Regions from separate parts of the Mus musculus genome. Here region 2 is linked to region 1. Evidence: chromatin contacts called from public HiChIP or PLAC-seq data. All regions are on one chromosome and are shown on one strand. The core of a region is the stretch at or near the end of the contact, and the rest is flanking DNA. Distances in the headings are between cores, read along the strand shown.

The links. HiChIP or PLAC-seq counts read pairs in DNA pulled down with a chosen protein or histone mark.
Region 2: a contact with region 1 is called in an H3K4me3 HiChIP or PLAC-seq map of bone marrow-derived macrophages, with 2.2 times the contacts expected there. The contact joins the promoter of Eif2ak2 here to the enhancer-like site in region 1. A contact is called at or near these places in 2 of 484 Hi-C or Micro-C datasets (bone marrow-derived macrophages and trophoblast stem cells), 3 of 115 datasets of contacts at active chromatin or transcription factors (bone marrow-derived macrophages, embryonic stem cells and pancreatic cancer cells) and 3 of 9 other capture datasets (adipose tissue, liver and pancreatic islet).

The regions. Positions count from the first base shown.
Region 1 is chr17:78,795,931-78,798,859 of GRCm38.p6, forward strand. Heatr5b (HEAT repeat containing 5B) reads right to left here. Exons shown (of 36, transcript NM_001081179.1): 22 at 454-598; 23 at 1-131. Among named protein-coding and RNA genes, the nearest start is that of Heatr5b, 38 kb to the right of the region's middle. Within about 2 kb of position 1,516, at least 2 of the 459 cell types and tissues checked have an H3K27ac peak or open chromatin away from gene starts, as enhancers often do. A contact at or near this core is called in bone marrow-derived macrophages, where this site is marked.
Region 2 is chr17:78,881,087-78,884,015 of GRCm38.p6, forward strand. It overlaps Eif2ak2 (eukaryotic translation initiation factor 2-alpha kinase 2), which reads right to left and starts at 1,486. Exons shown (of 16, transcript NM_011163.4): 1 at 1,314-1,486. Gm26637 reads left to right here and starts at 798. Exons shown (of 2, transcript XR_876974.2): 1 at 798-995.

The DNA.
Region 1 (2,929 bases), core at 266-2,765:
TTTCCGGTCTGTCTCTCGATCTAGCATTCCAAAGAGAAGTCCCTCAAGCCCCGTGTCTGTTATGTTAACACCCTGGTGCCGGCAATGGACGTCACTGCGAGAGCTAACTCCAGGCGTGAAAGGGTTGACATCTGAAAGGGAATTGCCACAAGTAAATCTGTGCGCGTGCGATGTTATATGCTCTAGGTAGCAATACACTAAAGACCAAGCCTTACACAGGACTCACAGCAGTATGAAATACCTTTTAACTATGATCTCCACTTGCTTACTGTAGTATTAAAATTTAAGCTGAGATTAATGGTTAATATCTGGTTTCTCAAACTGATTATTCTGATCTCTTAGAAATATGAGAGAATTTTCCCATAATGTTTGTTTTTATTCACATTACAACCCAATCGCAGCCCCCCTCCATGGAAGTTTTTAAACAAGAGAATTGTCCAATCAGAGACTCACTACCACCGCTGATCTCCTTGTCCCCTGCATTCTTCGCCAGGCTCATGGCGTATTCACACACTTCGGCTGCTTCTCTCTGTGCGAGTTGCCGGAGACAGGCCACAGCCGCTCGTCGGAGCAGCAGGTGGGAGCTGCACAGGTGAACCTGTCACATCACAAGTCAGGACAGTGACTACAGCTGGGACCTTGCAGTTCACTCGCCTTGTGAACTCATCTTTGGGAAGCCTTACTTCTAAGAGGGTCCTTAATGAAAGACCTTGCTTTTTTAAAAATTACCATCAGGGGCTGGGAGATGACTCAGTAGTTAAGAGCACTTGATGTTCTTCCAGAAGACCTGGGTTCAACTCCCAGCACCCATCACTATCTGTTAACTCCATCTCTGGAGGGAACTGACATGTCTGGTCGCTTTGGGCACCTGCACACATCATGTGCCCACACCCACACTCAGACACACAAACATACGTAGTTAAAGAATAATAAAATTCAGCCTTTAAACAAATACAATGGCGTTTTGGAGGATGATCGTGTCAGTAAGGCAGACAGAAATTACAGCATTACCGAAATCCCCATGCTGAGATCTGTTGTCTAATCCACTAAATGGAAACTCAGAGGAGCTTCTGCACAGCATAAGTCCATGCTCTAATGATTTCCCAGGTTTCTGCACCTCAGAAAGTTCCACCATCTCTGAGTAGCATATAGCTTCAGCAAGGTAAATTCAATCATGGGTGGACTCTTTCAGCAATGACACATAGAAGCCTGTTTCTTTTTTTGTTTGTTTTTTAAACCAGGTTTCACTATATAGCTCTGGCTGACCTGATTCTCACTATATAGACTAAACGGGCCTCAATCTCATAAAGACCCACCTGCTTCTGCCTCCTGAGTGCAGAGATCATAGGTGGTATGCAACACTATGCCAGGCTAAGGAACATACAGATAAATTTCAAAGTTAAAATCATTCACTGACAATTTCTAAAATTATTCTAGATGACACAAATACAATGATCCTGTCTGGACAAGAGGAACTATGGTCACATGACAGTGTGGTCACATGACAGACAAAGCAGTTTGTTCCAAGAACAGAAATGGTAATTCAGAGTGGCGCTTGTGCCTTCAAAATGTACTTCTCAATACATTTGCTGAAAAAAAAAATCCTATTCCTTTTGTTTTAGATACTGTATGTGTTTTCACATAATATGTCCATTTCTGGTGACAAGGACAGCAGAATTGATTGATGTGAATTTACTGAAGTCTGAATTCATTTCACTACTTTGAATGAATTCACACACAGACTATTTTTCAGCAAGTGTCTTAGCATCTGGTAAATGCAAACTGTATGAGAGGTTTTGGTCAACTGCTTGAACGCCCCTCTTTTCATCTCTCAGCTGCTGTGCCACCCTGTCCCCGAGATGATAAGAATCTCACTCACGCAGTCTTTTGGAAAAGGTAAAGTTTTCCGACAGGCCCGGTAATAAAACCCTGGGTGTTCCACCAAGGAGTCAGCTTGGAAACATTAGCTTGCGTTCAGCATAGGAAACTCATTGCATTCCCTGTGGCTTAGTGATAAAATCCACTCAGGTAAGAGTCAGTTTTTACTTTACTAGATCCTTTTACTATGTTCTGTCAACCTCTATAGCATAATAAATGTAAAGAGGAAAAAATGGGGTCTGGGGCCATGTTAATTCAATGGGGCAAAGCACTTGCCGCTCAAGCCTGCGGACCTAAGTTTGCATTCCTAGAACTCATGTAAGAGTTGGACACAGCAGTGCTTGGCTGTGTGATCCCAGCATCTACTGAGAAACTGCAGGTGGAGGCAGCAGCGTCCTCAGAAGTCTGAGGGCCACCTAGCCTGGTGTACACAAAAAACAAAAGACCCAGTCTTAAACAAGATGGAAGCTTGACAATCTAAGGTTGTCTTCTGACATTTATATGGGAATGGTGGTACATACATGCTCAGACACATACAAACCAAGATTTTTTTTTAATGTTTTCAAAGAAAAAAATGGAGAGAAACCAGAAACCCCAGAAAGGAAAGTCTATGTCTTCATCAGTTACTGTCTGAGCCGTAGTGGGTATGTAACAGATACCATCTATGCCCTCATGGCTTACACTAGGTCACAGCTTTGGCAAAATGCTCAGTTTCCTATTATAGAGGGCAATGCACACTAATATTCTGTTGTTTTCTTTCTAGATTGTTTTTAAACATGCCATGTGCATTTGGTTCTACCCTGTGACTTACTCAGACTCCATGATGGCCTGGGACTTGCTGAATTCTCCCTAAATAGGGGTATGTTTACAGAGTAAATATACGCCACACAAAACCCAGAATCGCCTATCTTGCCCTTTTATTATCCCACACAGTCCTCCTTTTCCCCCAGCAACACCCTCTGATGGTGACATCTACGGTATCATTCTCCAGCTTCCTCTTGGCTCCACTGTCTGTCCTTCCAGCACTGTGTCATTAGCAATCTTCCTTCCC
Region 2 (2,929 bases), core at 236-2,735, 85 kb after region 1:
AAAGGAATGAAGGTACCAGAACTATAATAAGGGCTTGGTACAAATGAATGAATAAGTCCACTGGGGAATGAATGGCTAGGTACGGTCCAATCCATGCTCCCAGGAGTTGGAACCCTTTGTCTAGGGAGCAATTTTATTCACCTCTCAGGATGGGCTGGCCTTCTGTGATGCTGCAGGGGCAACTAGAATCACTCCACCTCACCACTGTATTGACAGGTGGGATTCCTATAAAGGAATCAGGATGCTTACCAGGAAGCTGCTCTCAGCTCTCAGTCGCTCACCCAAAGAGCAGCCCATCACATGCACCAACAAATGCCACCTGCTTGTCTCACCTATATCCTGAAGACCCTGATCTTTCTCCTTCCTGAAGACTGTAGGACCCCAGAAGGCTGAGCCCCTCCAGTCGCTGCTTCCCATACAACATGCATTCAGCTAGTATATGATATATAAAGGAGCAAGCTGCACACAGTGTTTGGGTCCCTCCAGGGCCGCAGGGCAAGCTGAAAAACAAGCACACACTCTGCCCTGAGAGTGTCTTTAACTCCAGGGGGCAAGGCACGGTTAGTACTAAAGGTGCAACAGGGAATCCCGTTTCTCTAGAATTCAAGGTTATTTATGAATTACCATCCACTTAACATACATGGAACGAGCACCTGTCAGGGATCAGGTGCTAGGCTTATACAAGCCAATGAAAACTGCTCTTGGGATCTTACTGGTAGAAGGAAAAAGACTAATTCTAGTACTAAGTACTAGTTGGAAGATTGAGAAAAATATGGGGCAGGGGACGGGGGGCGCTGGCTATGAGGGCAGAGTGGAGTTTCTAGCTTAGGGAAGGTAATTCATATCATTGGCTCTGTGAAAAGGACTGGATAGACAGATCTGCCCAGGAAGTCACTTGGGGGTGGGGTGAGGTGGAAAGGGCTTTCCAGGAAGTAGAAACAGGCAGCATGAAGGCAGGAGTTGGAGGGTATTTGGCTGTGGCCCAGAACCACCAAGTAAGTCTGAAAGTGGTGGGCACTGGGCGGGGGAGTTGGGAGAAGAAGGGGGAAGGGGAGGGGGAGGCGCGGGGGGGGGGGTTGCCTGACCATAGCGGCTGGTGGAGGATGGAGCAGGACCCGCTTGTCACAAAGGACAGCTAATTGGAATGCCATGACTGTGCAGCACAAAGTCTTGGCGCAGAATTCAGTCTCTGGGTCATTCAGGCTTCTAGAGTTCCCTCCAGAGTTTTAAGTCATTGGGCTTGTCATTTTCCTTCTGGGTCCCTTTTCCTGCAACCGCTATCCAGGAGTGGGAAAATAGCCCTCAGGTCTTACCAAAGTTTCTGGATCCGGACAGTGGCTCGCTCCCTGGAGCAGGATTCGAATTGTACTTCAGGTGCAGGCTCTGAAATCTATTCGCCCTCCGTTCCCTGCCGCTGCTGCTGCCCATGGAAGTCCGGGCCTGGCCGGTTCTCTTCTGTTTCGTTTTCCCGGCGGACTCCGCCTTCCCACACTGCTCTGGGCCCCTCCCGCACCGGCTCGCACCCGCGAGAAGTCAGGTAGGCGTGTCGCCTCTGTACCCCAGCGCGGGAGCCAAGGTCCGGGCCCGCCTCCCCTCTCCTGTGCAACTGCAGTAACTGCCAGCTTCTCCAGGTTTCGGACACTTCCTGGCTTCCATTCTGGGAAAGCTCTGCAGGAAGAAGAAGGAGAAACCCAAGCCTCCTGCTCCTGGATCAATGATCACAATCTACTTTTCAAAACAAACTTTGAGGAAGCAACTGGGCACATGGATGCTACCGAATTCCGATGTGCAGTGGGAGATACTGAGTAACTCGCCTCTCAGAGGGTCCAGCCAAGCTATGTCTGTGACAATTGAAGTCCAGGTTTGTAAACGTTAGTCTCCTTCCCCTTTCACACTGCCATGCCAAGGAGGACATAGCCATCTTGACAACATTGGCCAGAGGGTTGAAGAATTCTCTCTTAAATCTATTTGTCCAGCCCTCAGCAGTTACCTGCTAGCCCCTTGTTGCATATCACTCACCAGGCCAGGCCCCTGTTAAGATCCACCTGCTCCCAGAAAGGCCACAAGGAATGTTTTATCACAAGGCCAACACCAGCAGTCCCTGCTTAATAAGGAACCTTGCCTGAGCTGGAGAGATGGCTCAGCAGGTAAAAGCACTGACTGCTCTTCCAGAGGTCCTGAGTTCAATTCCCAGCAACCACATGGTGGCTCACAACCATCTGTAATGGGATCCGATGCCCTCTTCTGGTGTGTCTGAAGACAGCTATAGTGAACTCGTATACGGGTTAAAACAAAATTAAAAAAAAAAAAAGAAAAGAAAAGCAATCCTACCTTCCTGTAAGACTGTAACACACTCCCATAATGGAACTTGCTGGCCCAGGACTTGAGGGTTTAGCTTGTGGCACACTGCCCAGTGACACATCTTCATGCCTGCACTCTGAGCTGAGCACCATCCCTATGAGGAGAACTCAGGAGCTAGAATTAGAACCGGGAAATTGTACTCCCAACATGGCAACTGGTGAGAGATGGAAAAGTCCCAAGACAGAGCCCCCAATTTCACAGTCAACATTGCTGTGCCCACTCCTTTCTTCTTCCTTTCCTGTAAGGTAGGAGAACAACAGCCTAACTTTTCTTGTAGCGTGGATCCTGGGTGTAATTTGAGGTCTCTAATGTGAAAAGCCCGTGACCAGATCAGCCTCGATAAACTCCCGCTCCCTACTATAGCACCTTAAATGAACACCCGACTACCTAGGGAGAAGCTGACAGCGAGATCTCTGCAGACATTTCTCTACTGAACATTCACAATGGATGCCATTCTGCTCACTCTACCTATTCCATTCTAGGTGGTTTACTCTTGGCATTTCCAAAGACCCATGATCACCATAATTTCTTCGGGGTCTTGGAACATCTAGCTGAAGTGTTAGCCACT